Regions from separate parts of the Zea mays genome. Here region 2 is linked to region 1. Evidence: chromatin contacts called from public Hi-C data. All regions are on one chromosome and are shown on one strand. The core of a region is the stretch at or near the end of the contact, and the rest is flanking DNA. Distances in the headings are between cores, read along the strand shown.

What was found. A called contact is a pair of places that touch in the nucleus more often than the background predicts.
Region 2: a contact with region 1 is called in a Hi-C map of ear, with 2.3 times the contacts expected there. The contact joins the promoter of LOC103636329 here to the promoter of LOC100383656 in region 1. A contact is called at or near these places in 3 of 25 Hi-C or Micro-C datasets (bundle sheath, ear and tassel).

The regions. Positions count from the first base shown.
Region 1 is chr8:166,234,549-166,241,794 of Zm-B73-REFERENCE-NAM-5.0, forward strand. It overlaps LOC100383656 (Prefoldin chaperone subunit family protein), which reads right to left and starts at 2,491. Exons shown (of 11, transcript NM_001176300.1): 1 at 1,942-2,491; 2 at 1,472-1,531; 3 at 1,218-1,385; 4 at 619-682; 5 at 1-191. The coding sequence starts at 2,145. It overlaps LOC103636324 (a long non-coding RNA gene), which reads right to left. Exons shown (of 6, transcript XR_557940.3): 1 at 7,082-7,246; 2 at 6,053-6,159; 3 at 5,560-5,725; 4 at 4,724-4,835; 5 at 3,477-4,618; 6 at 3,242-3,369.
Region 2 is chr8:166,427,347-166,434,592 of Zm-B73-REFERENCE-NAM-5.0, forward strand. It overlaps LOC103636329 (protein FAR1-RELATED SEQUENCE 5-like), which reads right to left and starts at 3,394. Exons shown (of 3, transcript XM_008658683.2): 1 at 2,558-3,394; 2 at 1,231-2,460; 3 at 632-1,138. The coding sequence starts at 2,761. The coding sequence ends at 1,636.

The sequences.
Region 1 (7,246 bases), core at 1,241-3,740:
ATTTCCAGATTCCTTATTTTCCTCGCCATCATCACTTGTTCCAGCATCTCCATCATCATCGTCGCCATCATTATCATCTTCACAGGCACTTCCAGCATCCTTTTCTTCCCTTTCAAGTTCATCTAACCTTGCCATGATTCGAGCATGTTCCCTGTCTTTATCGGACATAACCACAGTAGCAACTGAAGCCTCTGAAGTAGACAGGTAGAAAATAGAAGTCATGTCAAAGTAGAAGATTCAAGTTAGTTGCTACACATGTAAGCACCAAAGGTTCACTGCCAGTTTTATACCACCGAGAAGAAGATATCACCAGAGCAACAAGTAAACATATATAGAAAAAAATAGATGGATGGACGAAACAGGGACAGATCAGCTTGCTGCAAAAGCAGTTAAACTTGGCAAAACCAGCATTACCAAACAAGTATATTCTACAATTCAAAAAGGATTTAAAAGAAAGTAAGGATAGACATACTGCAGGAAAAAAATATAAACTCATAAGAATGGAAAACAAATCATGAAGACAAGATAAGAACATATTAGTTTATAGCCATAAGCGACAACAACAACAACAAGCCTTTACTGACATTAGACAATTAAAAGGAAAATCCAGATGGTTACCTGATCTTGATGAATTCGTCTCTAAGTCCTCATCATACTCTTCCCTGATTTCAACAAGACCCTCCTGCCCACATCAACATAGTTAAGCATCCAGTTAAATGCAAGTGAGCACACAAATACGTTTGGGTGAAATACCAAGATGGAAATACTAGTGACTTCTGCTAAGACAAAATGAAGTGAACTTATAAACAATAGAGCTACCTCAGTTATAAGTATAAAGTCTACAAGGCTATATATTGCTATACCCTAACACACTGCTTATAGTCAGATGAGATCATTGCTTGTCTTAAGTATCGGTAAGCAGTATAGTATTTGGCAGCAGTGCGATTTAGCACATGAGCAAAAACTGATGAGCACTCACAATAATCTAAACTGAGGTTATGGTGCTAAATTTGTGTGCATACTGAGACACAATAAATGCAATTAATGTGTCCATATGTCAATAAAATTATGTGGTCATTCATTAACCAATTGTATTTTTTCCCCTTACCAAGGGTTATCGAGGAAATTGATATGATGGTTACCACCACAGCGTCACCAAGTAAAATACTAGTCTACCATTACTCGTATATACAGAACCAATAAGAGAGGAGCCCTACTGAAGCCTCGGTGGCCGTGAATTCAAAGAATTTGGCCTCAGCTTCAAGGTCAGCGATAGTTGCCTTCATTGCTTCGACTTGAGCTTCCAATTCCTGCCCCCTCCTGTGCAATATATTAGTCGTCTGCTTAGCCGACCTCTCTGCATAGTACCCCTCACCCAGAAGCACCTAAGACGCAATGCAACCCCATGAGCAAGAAATTGATGGGCTGACAGAGACTGAAAATTAAAACTGTTCCATGGCGGAAACCATACCAAGAGTTCATTTGTGTGTATTAAACGCCCTGGGAAAAAGGCGGCGCCACCAAAGGGAACCTGCAATCCATAGTTCTTTTTTGAGAGAGAAAAAAATATTGTTGGGAAATATTTAAAACACACAAGATGGCACTAAGAGACCAGTATTTCCCTATGTTGCAATCACAGGATCCTTACAGCACCACAAAAGGAATCTCCTCAAGCTCCAAAATCAATTGAGAATGTAAATCTAGACATTGAAGACAGTAGTCCCTGTGTATAGCTAAAGTACACCAAATGCCTAGAAGTGGACGATTGGAGGAGACAAGTTACTAGTACCAGTAATTAGGAAGGAGTAACTCAGCTTTCAGACTGCCAGCAAACTAACAAATGATGGAATCGGAAACAGCAGGCGAGCTACCAAATCTATCTCTGGAAGAAGACACGACACGAATGGCTGCTAGTTCAGACTTGAGAGAGAAGGTAAGGACCATGATATCGTGAGAGAGTTCGTCGGGGAGCCTGTTGACGAGGGAGACGAGGGCGGCGTTGTCGGCGGCGAAACCCTGGAGGCGGGCGAGCTCGGCGCGGCGCCCAGCGACGGACTCGGCCACCCTCGCCACGGCCCTCTTCGTCTCCTCCGGCGAGAACACGGTGCCCAGCGGCGTCGCCGTCCCCTTCCTCGGCGCAGCCATCGCCTCTCCGCTTCGGCACACACACAAAAAAAACGCTACGGCACGAACTGCAAACCCAGCACTGCCTCAGCGCGTTCTCGCCCGAGAGCCCCGCTCTGTGCTTAATTGGTTTGGCCGAGCGCGTGCGCGAGTCGCTTCTCCCAGACTCGGAGCACAGTAGGGGGAAAGGCCGAGGGACAGCGACAAGAAAAGCGATGAATCTAACCAGCCCGGATGGAGGTCGCCTCTCCCTCCCTCGCCGTCGATGGAAGGCTGGGACTTGGGACTAGGAGTGGTACTAGCGATGGAGGCTGGCCGGGTGGGACTTGGGACTCGGAGCGGTAGCGGGGAGAGAAGCTTGAGAGAGAATAAACGGGAGGCGGCGGTTGCGGACTGGGAGCTCCGTCTGGACGAAGGGAACCCCTGTCCGACACCAGACAACCCCGGTAAGGTATGCACCAGCGGCCCAGCCCAATAAAACGAAATTCTGCGGCCCAATAATGTGTCGATGGCTGGACGCATGGTGCAGTGCAGGAGTCCTGTCTATATTTGCCGCTGGAAGGTCCACACTGCTTGGTTAGTTCGACGGTCTGCATTTGTCTCGTACAAGACACCCGCAGCCTTTGTCTGTTCCTCGTCATCACCGTGTGCCGGCCCGTCCCTTTCGCTCGTCACATGCTCCCGTTACCAACACGTACAGGCAAACACGCAGCCGAACAGAACCTGGACTTTGTCCCTGCACTCCCCGGACGCCTGCCTGCATCTTGTATTCCCTCATTCCCACGAATCCCACCTTGGTTTTCACGACCAAGACATGATGGTTTACATTCCCTTTGGCTTGTTTGTTCATTTATTTAGTTTTTTCTGCGGCACCGGCTGTCTGGCACGGTCACACAATGCATCAGATAGAAACATATCAGGTGTACATGAGTATTTGATATACACAGGATGCACATGAGCTAACAAAGTAAAAAAAAAAACTTAAAAATTTCATACATCTGCTTTCCATTCTACTCCTATTATATTAAAACTAGGTGAGTGCCCGTGCGTTACAACGGAAATATATAATACTACGATAACTTATGTATAAATATGTATTATATTGTTATGAGAAAAGATTTCATAATCCATTTGTAATCCTAGCTATACATAAATTTTGTTATAGTACAATACCCGATCGTTGCGACGGAGTATAAGTTATGTCAATATTTGGAGACACTCCTTAACCAATATTTGAGCTACATCCTTCATGGTGAAAACCAAATCCTTTGTCAATAATTCAGCATAAACACATGTGGTTTTGAAAGATACGCTAATTAGCATAAACAAAAGTAGCGACAATTTCAGCTCACCATATAGCCGTAGCATAATTGCTACAATTTGAGTTGCAAAGTCATTTATTACATTGCCCTTTGCAACAACTCCCAATGCATTGGTCCAATATTCATATTGAATCTACAAGAATAGTTGTGATTATGATAGAGTTTATAGTAATCTAGCTACTTCAACTCCTCCAAGGACTGTTGCATCCATTAGCTAAGAGTTACTGGGAAGAGCAGTGGAGAAACCTACATAAGGGCATGTACAGTGGTGTTTAATGTGGGGGCTCTTAAGGTGTTTTAGGGGGTTATTTGTAAAAAAATCTTAGAGCCGTCTCTCCGTGAAGAGACGCCTCTGGCTCGTAAACCAAGTAACAACAGACGTCTCACTTCCCACTGTACGAATTTGTCGTCTGTTCTATCGATCTGATGCTATACAAATACATTTAATTCTGTATTTATTAATAGACTACGTTTATAGACACTCCATTGTACAATAGAGTCTCTTAGTTGTCTCCTGTACTTGGAGAACCGTTTTGGTGTCTCTCCACTGTACATGCCCTAATAATGGAACTGCTCTTAAGGAGAGTGATATTAAGAGTCTTTCTTATAAGAGATCATTAAAGCAATCTTTGAGTCAGAGGCTTGGTTTATCTAGGACAGAGTCAAATCCTTCTCCAGTTAAGGTAGTTAGTGTGAACAATGACACAGAAAATTCAGTGAGACGGTGTCTTCTAAACTCTTATTTGCATAAAGTAGTACAATCTAGTGAAGTTATTGGAAAATTTGAACAAGATAAATTTCCTATCGTGTCGATTCACAAGGAGATTGTTCTGAGTTTTGAAAGGTCATCACAGCTAAAGATTAAAGCAGACAATGAGAATTTAATAGTAACTCCACCAAGTGTGGCAAAGTTCAGTCCACATATAAATTCACCGGTGAAGCATAATGATGAGAGTTCAGCAGAAAGAACAGACGCTTGTTGTAGTGGCAAGAATTCTCTAGTGCTTTATACAGCTAGGGCTGGCAATGAACATGAGAATTGTCATGACAATGATTCTGAGGACAAGTATTACTTCAAATTCATGTGTCGACGATGATGATAGAGATTAAGTCTTGCCTGAAGAATCGTCCAGCTCCAATTGTGAGGACAAAACTGTCTCGAAAGAAATAGTCTGGAGCAGATGTAGATCGAGTTAGACCCTTGGAGAAAACTACGGTACCTAATGAAAGAAAGCCATTTATTAACAAGCTACAGTGGTTGTTGAGGTTTGGCAGACCATCAGCTGAAGGCAATGTGGTGGAGAAGGGCAATGCGCAGGCATCATCGAATAATAAAGTTGGTGCAGTTCCTCCTTGCTCTTCACCTGCTGATGCGAGTTCAAATAACTCCTGCAGTGACATAAATTTGGCGTATGGCAATAATAAGAAGGTGATGGGCACACTGAATAAGATTTGGCAGAACATGCTCGAAAACAATGACATTAGAATATAAGAAATACTTAAGCAACACAGACAAAAGACCTTGTAAATCTAAGTAATACTAACATATTATATAGAAAGGTACAAAATGGACAAAACTATCCCAACCATTGAGCTCATATTGTAAGACCCAATTCAAATGACCAAAACTCAGAATCAGATATGCATAGTTAGGTGCCCGTGCGTTGCAGCGGCACACAATCAATTCGATAAAATGTTCGTGCACAACGATTACATAAAAGCAAATACCACAAAAATTATCGACCTCAATAGCTCACAAATTCGTTGGCAACAACACATAACTAACCTGATACAAATCAAATTATACTACAATTCGAATATCAGAAAAAACAAAGTCTAAGAAGTGAGTACAATGTCTAAATCATATATTAAGGTGCCAGTGCTAACGCTACAATGACATAAATAATATAGAAGTGTACAGGTGGCTTTAGTAGGAAAAAAGATAAAGCATAGAAGTGTACATATTGCATATAGGCATAGGGTAAACTAAACCGTAATCCCGTGAAATATCCAATCATAAAAAACAAAAACATGTGACCATAATACATTCCATGTGATCAAGTAAATAAATGCTAGAAGAAAAAGCTTACTATTGGAATTAAGGTAAACTTACTATTGGTGCAAAACGGATGGATAGAGAGATTAGGTGGTGCGTAGCCTCATCAGCTCAGATAATTGTCTGATTGATTTCAGTAGAGCATAAAGCAGCCGGTTTGCTCGTGTGCCAGGGGCCAATTAACAGAGAAGGTAGTGGACTGGGCAAGCTTTAAGACCGAAGCCTGTATAGAAGGCAAAACAAATTTGGTAACTGGTTTGAGTAATAGACAAACTGGTGAATAGGTTGGCAAATTATTGTTCAAACGTTACAACTATTTTACTTATTAAAATCAAGCTGGTAAAGCAGGATGTCGTAGCCAAAAAAGCAGACCAAGTAACCAAATCAGGCATGTCGAATTGGCCATGTAGTTCCATGCTCTAAACAACCTTGTAGAGATACAAAAATTCAACCAATCATGTCTCAAAATGCTTGCGGCTTCCATTTTTTCTCTAGCATTTGATTTGTCACGACAAGCAGAAATAGAAACCAGACAAAGCATGAAACTTACAGGAAAAGATGGGCTCGTGGAATATATCATCTTCTAGTGAACCTTTCGCAATCATCCATATTTCAGAATGAGTGCATGAAGCCTTTTACCAATGCTTGGTATATCCTCTGTATTGATCAATTGTAGTCGTACAGTACAAGTGAATGAAAAGACGGTCAGCAAGTATACTCACACCAAAACTTATTTTGGAAAGCAGTCATTAACAGAGTGCAGAGACACATTCAACATCTCTACATAAGAGCCTTGTTAAGGTTGGCATTACAACCACAAGACAATAACTAAGTAAGGGGGCTATGGAGATAGGGATTTCATATCCAGTAAGGATAGAAATGGATAAAAAAGAGGCATTAAGAAATCAACAAAAAAAAATAAGTGTAGGAAAACAAGCTATGGTTCTAGATACCACTTGCATAGGTTGTATCCTAAAGACTATAGTTCTACATTAATATAAAAAGCTTGATTACTTGCTTCGCATGATTCACACGATCACAACCAAGATGACACCTTACCTAGAGATTGTGCTTACTTCCAATTCACCTGTTCTTTTTGGATTGGTGCTGAATTTATTTCTTGCAAAGTAAGTTTATTTCTCCTAGAACATAAGCCATTTAATTTTACCTTTTTGCAAAAAAACAATCTAAAACACACACCTCTGAATTTACTGAACAACAGTCTAAATTGGGTACCAAATTTGAGGCGCCAAATCTGAGGCACCAAATTTACATTTTCCATAGAATTGGGTGCCTGACACCTCTAAATTTACTGAACAACAGTCTAACCGACACTCGACTTATATCTCTATACTTATATGTAGATCAAAGGGCAGCATAAACAGAGCACTGCTGTCCTGTCGACATATACAGAGCACTGCTAACGTCCAAAGCATCCATGGTGCTGGAGCAAATGACCCATTTGGTGGCACACATTTATTATACCTATCATGGTGCTCGACATGAATCTGACGCTTCATGGGCCTCACGTATGCAATGCAAAAGCAAGAGCAGCAATAGGATGATGATTAGTAATTACGTGGAGGCAGTTGAGCGCGGACTCGACGAGCTTGACGTGCTTGGTCTCCACGGCGAGGCGGGTGGCTGCAGCACCAGGCACCAACTCGGCCTGCGGCCCATCGAGCACGCGCCCAGCTGACCCAAGCGCCTTCGTGATGACTGCGCCCTCTGCCGTAGCCCCCTT
Region 2 (7,246 bases), core at 2,144-4,643, 190 kb after region 1:
TGAGGCGGCGTCGCGCGGCCCTTCCGACGGCTCGCCGGCCGCGCTACGGGGCCTGCTGCAGCAGCCCCTCCTCCACGCCTACGAGGCCAAGGACCCGGCCGCGTGCATGGACATCCGGCGCCCTCGTGGAGCGGCGGCTGCCTCGCCACGTCCGTGTTCGTCTACTTTGGAGCCTATTCCCGGAGGAGGACAATCTGGACAAGCTGTTCCTAGGCAGCAACCTAAGCCTTTGGCAAGGATGCTACAGCTGTTTTGGAGCTGATTCATTCTCCCCGGGCACGTGCCTTACCTCGCGTCTGTCTGGTGTTCGACAAAATGCACATGTGGTCACAAGCTTGGCAGAATGCAGTCAAGAGATGGGTACTCAGAACTGTCTTATGCAGTCAAAATTTCAATCTAGTGTTCCTGAACTTCTTGCAGGTACAAAGAGCAGTCAAGAGCAGAAGTGTGTGTCTGTGATTGTTATGAAGTATAGAGCATAACTCTGTCTTGCAATATTGAGCTCATTAGGTGAAATTGTGCCTGTAAAAGAGCTTTGTATTTACCTGTCTGTTTGTGCTTTTGTGCAATGGAATAAACAATGATATTATACTGAATAAACATGAATGTTCTGAGACAAATCATTTCGAACTGCAATTGCAATATTTAATGACATTGAACTGGGATTGTCAGCTTTGAATGAACCGGCCAGCTCGTACTCCATTATTACAAAGTTACTAGTAGAATTTTCTACACGTGAACTTAAATTTTCCAAGTATGCTACTACTGATTGTACTCAAGTGTCCCTGTGCACACTCACATGAGCTAGCATCTGCCGATGCTCTTTTCCTTCTCTTCCAGTTGGTAGTCTTTTCGGTCTGAAATCTAGATTGTCAGATATTCTCGTTATTTGGCAATCCATCAAACTGCAACTTCTTAACTACTGAAGCAGCACCTTGATCAACTCCAAGTAAAAGACTTGTGTATCCTCCTTGTACACCCTGAGCATCCATTTCTGAAGAACTCAAATACATATTAAAGTGTGGCATTGTGGCATTAACATAACCACCCTGGATCGTTGGAATTGCCACAGTTGAAGGATGAACAAACATATCAGAGGCTTCATGGCTGTTTTCAGTTGTACTATTTTGAGCATCTCCTGTAATCAAGAATACAAGTTATAACAGATAAGAAATTAAATGGAACACTACATAGTGGAAAAATCATCAAGAAGCTTGGTAGAATCAATACCTTTCTTGTTACCACTTTTTTCTTCCCTTTTCTCTTTTCAAGCGATGTGGTTGATCGTTTATTTTTTGGGCCTTTTACCACAGGGGGAGCTCTAAATGATATTTTACCTGTTATTGTATCTGTACAGCACTCAGTAAAACTGTAGGAACCTCATTAGCTTTTTCTTGCACCTTGCATATAGAATTATCTGCGTCCAGGTCCAGCTTATCTATGGCTTTCTCCAAATCATCAAGAAGCTCTTTTGATAGTGAACACTTCAATGCAATAGATGTCGCCTTCCGTGAGATACGTGCTGCTTGGGTTGTCAAATTTTAATTCTCTGTTCCTTGTTTATTATCAGAAATTTCACGTTTTGCATATTTTGTCCATCTATTCAGTATATATTGTGATGGCAAAACAAAAACATCATTTATGTTGAAGACTTTCAGGGCATGCTTGCATAATATACCTGCAATATATGGATGTTGTACCAAGGATTGGAGCAAAAGGCATTTCAAACTTATTAGTTTGAAAGGTGGTGTCAAATGACACAGCATCACCAAAGCATCCATAATCCACGATAGACTGACCATCTGCCCAAAAGAAATTAGCTATACGACCTTTATTGGGTCCATCTTCCTGATCTATATCAATTGCATAGAAAAATGTAGGATCCTCACGTTGCTTATTCTTCAAGTAGTTGCATAGTGTTTGTGCATCATTAGATTCTAAGTATTTCTTGCGCTCACGGCCAATCTCATTGTTGCAGTCCATCCTCGAGTATGGCACTTTGTCAGCTCCTCCATAAAATTCTTTCATGAACTCATACACCTGGGCAGGTCTCATCCCAGCTTCTCGTATCTGTCCAATTAGCTTTCTGTCTGCTTCTGTGACACGTCGTTGGGATCTTAAATTTTTCTTCTTATTTGGACTAGCAAGATAATGATTATGATCTACTATAATCTTTTGCACTATCCAAATCCATTCTTTACTAACACTGAATTGAACACGAGCACCACAACCTGTCCTTGTTATGCCCTTCGATGACTCACTTTTCCCAAATCCTTCATTACTGCAAACTAAATGTTTCATATATAAACTACCATCTGGCCGGTGTTTTGTTGTACCTTTTCTAATACTAAATCCAATCTTACCAGCATAACTGTTATACATCTCATAAGCACTATTCTCTGATTCAAAAGCCATTCCAACTTCTGGAACAAATGAAGTTTGTTGAATTTTATTAGCGACCTATTGTACAGGGTAAAGAAAACGTAAGCATATTTATGCATGATCAAACTACATCAAAGAGAAATAATCGATGAAAGAGACATCTAGGTGACCATACCTGAGTTCCTTGTGCGTCTTCATCTCCATGTTCCACGGCAACTACATTTATCTCGTCGTTCTCGTACCCGACGACTTCACGATCTCCATCAAGTGGACAGATGAGTTGATCGACCTCTATGTTGGCTGCTGGACCTGAGGATGAGGAAATATCCATGGCACAACCGTCACTTGGCAAACGAGGAAGACAGCAGCCACCGGTCATGCGTGGCAGCGGCAGCGGCTTCAATATGATCGTTGCAGGACTTGTTCTTTGGAAGCTACGATATGTAATGGCGCAACCGTCACTTGGCAAATGAGGAAGACGGCGGCCACCAGTCACGCGTGGCGGCGGTGGCGGCGGCTTCAATATGATTAGCAGGACATGTTTTTTGGAAGCCAAGATACGTATCTGTATGGAAGCGTATGGAAGCAACGATGGTAAAGCGAGCCGTTCTGTAAGCCAAGCCGCGTATACGTCCGAGGCTTAGCCGAGCTGCGTATACGTCCGAGGCTTTATCCATGAGATGCAGATGCCGTTGAATATCCACGCGTCGTTAATCGGTGCCGGGCCGCACCGGCGGCCTCGTGCGGCACGGCCGCGTGCAATTTTTTTCCTTACCACCACCTTGCTTTACTCCTTGCTGCACACAACCCTAGTAGCAGTCTTGGTGGAAAGCAACAGGCCTTGGTCATGGCCAATTGGCCATGCGTTGTGCAGTTGAGCTAGCTAGGGGGGCAGGCCTAGGGTGCAGTATATTAAGTGTTTTTTTTCGGCCGTTTACATCCCTAATCTCCACGAGGCCCATGGTCTCCATCTCATGCATGCATGACATTGCAGGTAAGATCACAGTGAAACAGGAGTCGTCGGGTGGGGCAATAAAAGCCCCTTGAGAAACGGCTTGCAAGTTGCCAGATTGCAATGGAGCTCTGCAGTCTCCAGAGACCAGAGTCCAGAGCAAGGGGGGGGGGGGGGGGGGGGGGGGGGCAAGCAGAGATGATGATTTTACCAACGGTCCGGGCTCACATAGGATTCTTGTTATATTTTTCAGTGTGTGAGAGAGAGTCAATGAGTCGTCGTCTACGAGGACGGGATGCACACATGGAGGCAATCAAGCGAGCACAGTGGCCATCAGTTCATGGTCGCGGCAGTCTCCTCTCCTGGCGAACAAGTGAGAGCTAGCGAGACGCAGAGAAATGCCGGCCATGCATGGAAGCTGTTGCCTGCTCGCAACAGCATGTTAAACACTTGGCATCGTAGTCTCTCAGGCAAAGTGGAGTGGAGCACGATGGGTCGGTCTCATCAGAGTCTCAGACCACAGGTAGCTGCTTAACACCAACAGATCCATGGCAGCTAGCACTGTTAGAAATAAACCAGCGCAGCAGTTTTCCGTGCGCGTCGCTGATAGATGGCATTGCATTGGCGTGCGTGTGTCGTGTTGTTTAGTTTGCATGTGTGTGTTCATCATGCGTAGTGTGCGTGCATGCAGGCAGCAACCTGGAGGCGTGGATCGTGTGGCGAGCCGGCCGATTAGCATGTGCAGCGTTTGAGCGCAACACTGCAGTGTCCTTGGTACTGTTCATTCGTCTTCCTCCGTCTACCAATCTCTGTTCTTAAGTGTCCTGTACGTTTGAGCGCCCCTTCGTTTCACCAACAACAAGCACAGAGACTTCTCTACAGTTCACAACACATGGGCAAAACAAACCGGCCAGGAAGCTCTGCTCAACTGCCAGCAACAAGTAGCTCGGTCATACAGGGAACAACCGCTGCTACGATCTTTGACTTTGTTAAGAGGACAGAGGCTTAATTTATTAGAGATATCAATCATGCATGTCTGAGTAAAAGCACTAGGTTGTGACTTGTGAACAACTTAGAACCGGGACACAGGACTAAATCAGGAGCAAGCTCTTTAAAGGCCGGCCTAAAGTATTGTTGATCATTGACAACAGGACGATCTGATAAAGTTTGAAGCTTTAGTTTGAGAGAGTTTTGTGTTCTGATAAAGTTATCTGATTCGGTTTATTTTCGTTTTGTTTTTTGTTTGTTTTGATAATATTTAATTCTATTTTTTGTATTCGAGTTTTTTTATTCTGGTTCTGGTTTTTAAAAAAGATCGCATGTGGGCATATCTGTCGTGGGCCAGTCCACACGCAAAAAAAAGAGAACAAACAATATGGGCCGGCTCTATATTGTTCGTCACAACTCACAACTCCCTCCAGACCTAATTCTATGATCCGATCGGGTTCATCCCGCGAGATAATCCATGGATGGAGATTTTTTTTGCAATTTTGGCGCTCGCTTCATCACGCTTCAGACTATTGGAATCACGAAGATGACAATTGCTCTGTTTGACATTATAATTGGTACAGTATCACCTACCGCTAATTGTCATTTGTTGCTGTGTTCTACCCATTACCACCGCGGTGAAGGCGGCAGGCTGGATGCCTGAATCTTTTGGCTGGGTCGGCTGGGCATTTGCATGTACTTTGGGTCTATAAAATCAATGGAAAAAAAGGCAAGGCAGTGAGTCTGTTCGGCCTGAAAACTCCCTCCTGTTAGCTTCTCACGTGCGTGTGTGTTTTTTTGATAGGACAGGAGGGGCGAGCACCTACTGAAAATTTTATTAAAACTTTAAAACAACAGAGTTAGAAGCAAACAGAAAAGAAGATTACAAAGGATAAAACAACCAAACTACAAAATGGAGAAGGAAAAGAGACGAGCTCTACTGCCAAAGCTGAAGCCATGCAGGAATTGTCGAATCAAAACGGCCTTTAGCTCTCAGCATGACCAGATGAAGTTCCCTTGCAAACTCATTTTTGCAATGCTGCACAGTCGGGGCTTTATTCTGAAAAAGCCATGCATTACGGGTTTTCCAAATGCTCCAGGTCATGAGAATGACAATTTCCATAGAGAATGGAACATTGAGTTGTTGCATTAGGTTTACTGCAGCGACCTCAGGATTAGCAATTCTGGGGGACGTCAAACCAATAGAAGTCTAGCAAGCCTTTGCAAAATTACACTTGAGGAAAAGATGGTAAAGAGTTTCTTCCTTTTGCCAGATACAGTTCTCACAAGTGTAGGACTCAATGTTCATATTTTTCCTTCTCAGCATATCTCTTGTATTGAGTCTGTTTTTTAGCCAAAGCCAAAAAAGACCTTATGCTTTGGTTGACACTTGTTTTTCCAAAGCGATCTGAAGATCTGGTGAACCTGGGCTTGACCCATCAAATGCTTATACGTTTTTTTGTAGAGAAAATGTCTGCTCCCCAAATGAGTTTCCAAGTATCATTTGTGTTGTTTACCATGATTTGGTCCCAGGTTGCGTGTAAGTCTAAAAATTGTTCATGAGCTTGCACCGATAGAGGTAGCTGGAAAATTTCAATAAGTTGATCTTTTTGGAGAACTTCTTTGATGGAAAGTTTGCTATTGCAGGCGAAGGAAAATAACTCAGGGTATTGATTAGCCGGGATGCCCGAATTCCACATATCTTCCCAGAAAAGAATGGTTCTTCCATCCCCGATTTTTGGGGCAGCCAGTCCCTTGTAATCTTGGACAAACGTAAGCAAGCTTTTCCACCAAAAGGAGCCAATTTTTGAGCAACCAGGCATCCTGGCTGTCCTGTAATAATTGCTCCAAACCAAGTTAACCCAGGGAATATCATGATTGTTGAAGAACTTGTGTAAAAACTTCAGGAGCAAGGCTTTATTGTGAGTCTCTAATCTTACCACTCCCAGGCCCCCATTTTTTTAGTCTGAGTAATCATACTCCAGGCAGCTAGGGCAGGTTTCTTTGAGTTGACGTCGTTCCCCCTCCAGAGACAGTGTTTCCGATAAGAATCAATCTTCTTAACCGTGGTCACCGGGATTTTCAGAGTACACATCAAAAAAGTCGGGAGAGCTGAAAAAACCGAGTTAACAAGCTCAAGCCTGCCAGCCTGGGAGAGAAGGGCAGAAGTGCATGATAGTCTCTTTTGAATCCTCTGAATGAGTGGTAAAAAGTGGCAGATTTTAGGCTTTGAAAGACCCAGCGGAACGCCCAGATAGGTAAAGGGCATTGAACCTATCTGACAGTTAAGAGTTCCTGCAAGGATCGCCATTTTAGCAGGATTGACGTTGATGGGGTACATACTTGATTTGTTGTAGTTCACCTTCAACCCCGTTGAAAAAGCAAAAGAGTTCAGGACGGCTCTTAAAAAGAATAGCTGTCTAGGGCAAGCTTCCAAAATCAGCAGTGTGTCATCCGCGTATTGGACTATCGGAAAATCTTGACCACAATTCTCTGGCAATGGTAACTTGAGCAGGTCTTGCCGCCGCGCTTTATTTATGATGCTCTGAAGTAGATCTGCCGCGAGAACAAAAAGAAGAGGCGAGAGGGGATCACCCTGCCTGACCCCACGCTTGCAGTGAAAGGTTTTCCCAGGGACACCATTAAGAAGAACTGAAGACGTGCCAGACCGAAGAATATCCCTAATCCAGCTTATCCATCTGGGCCCGAAGCCATTGTGCAGCAATACCTGAAGAATGAACTCATGCTCTAGAGAATCAAAAGCCTTTTCAAAGTCTAATTTGAGCACAATAATCTCTTTTTTTGAAATATGACAAAGATGAATATATTCGAATGGCCAGGCCAGACAGTCCTGAATGGTTCTTCCTTTGATGAAGCCATATTGATTTTTGTGGACAAGGGAAGTCATCACTGTCTGTAACCGGT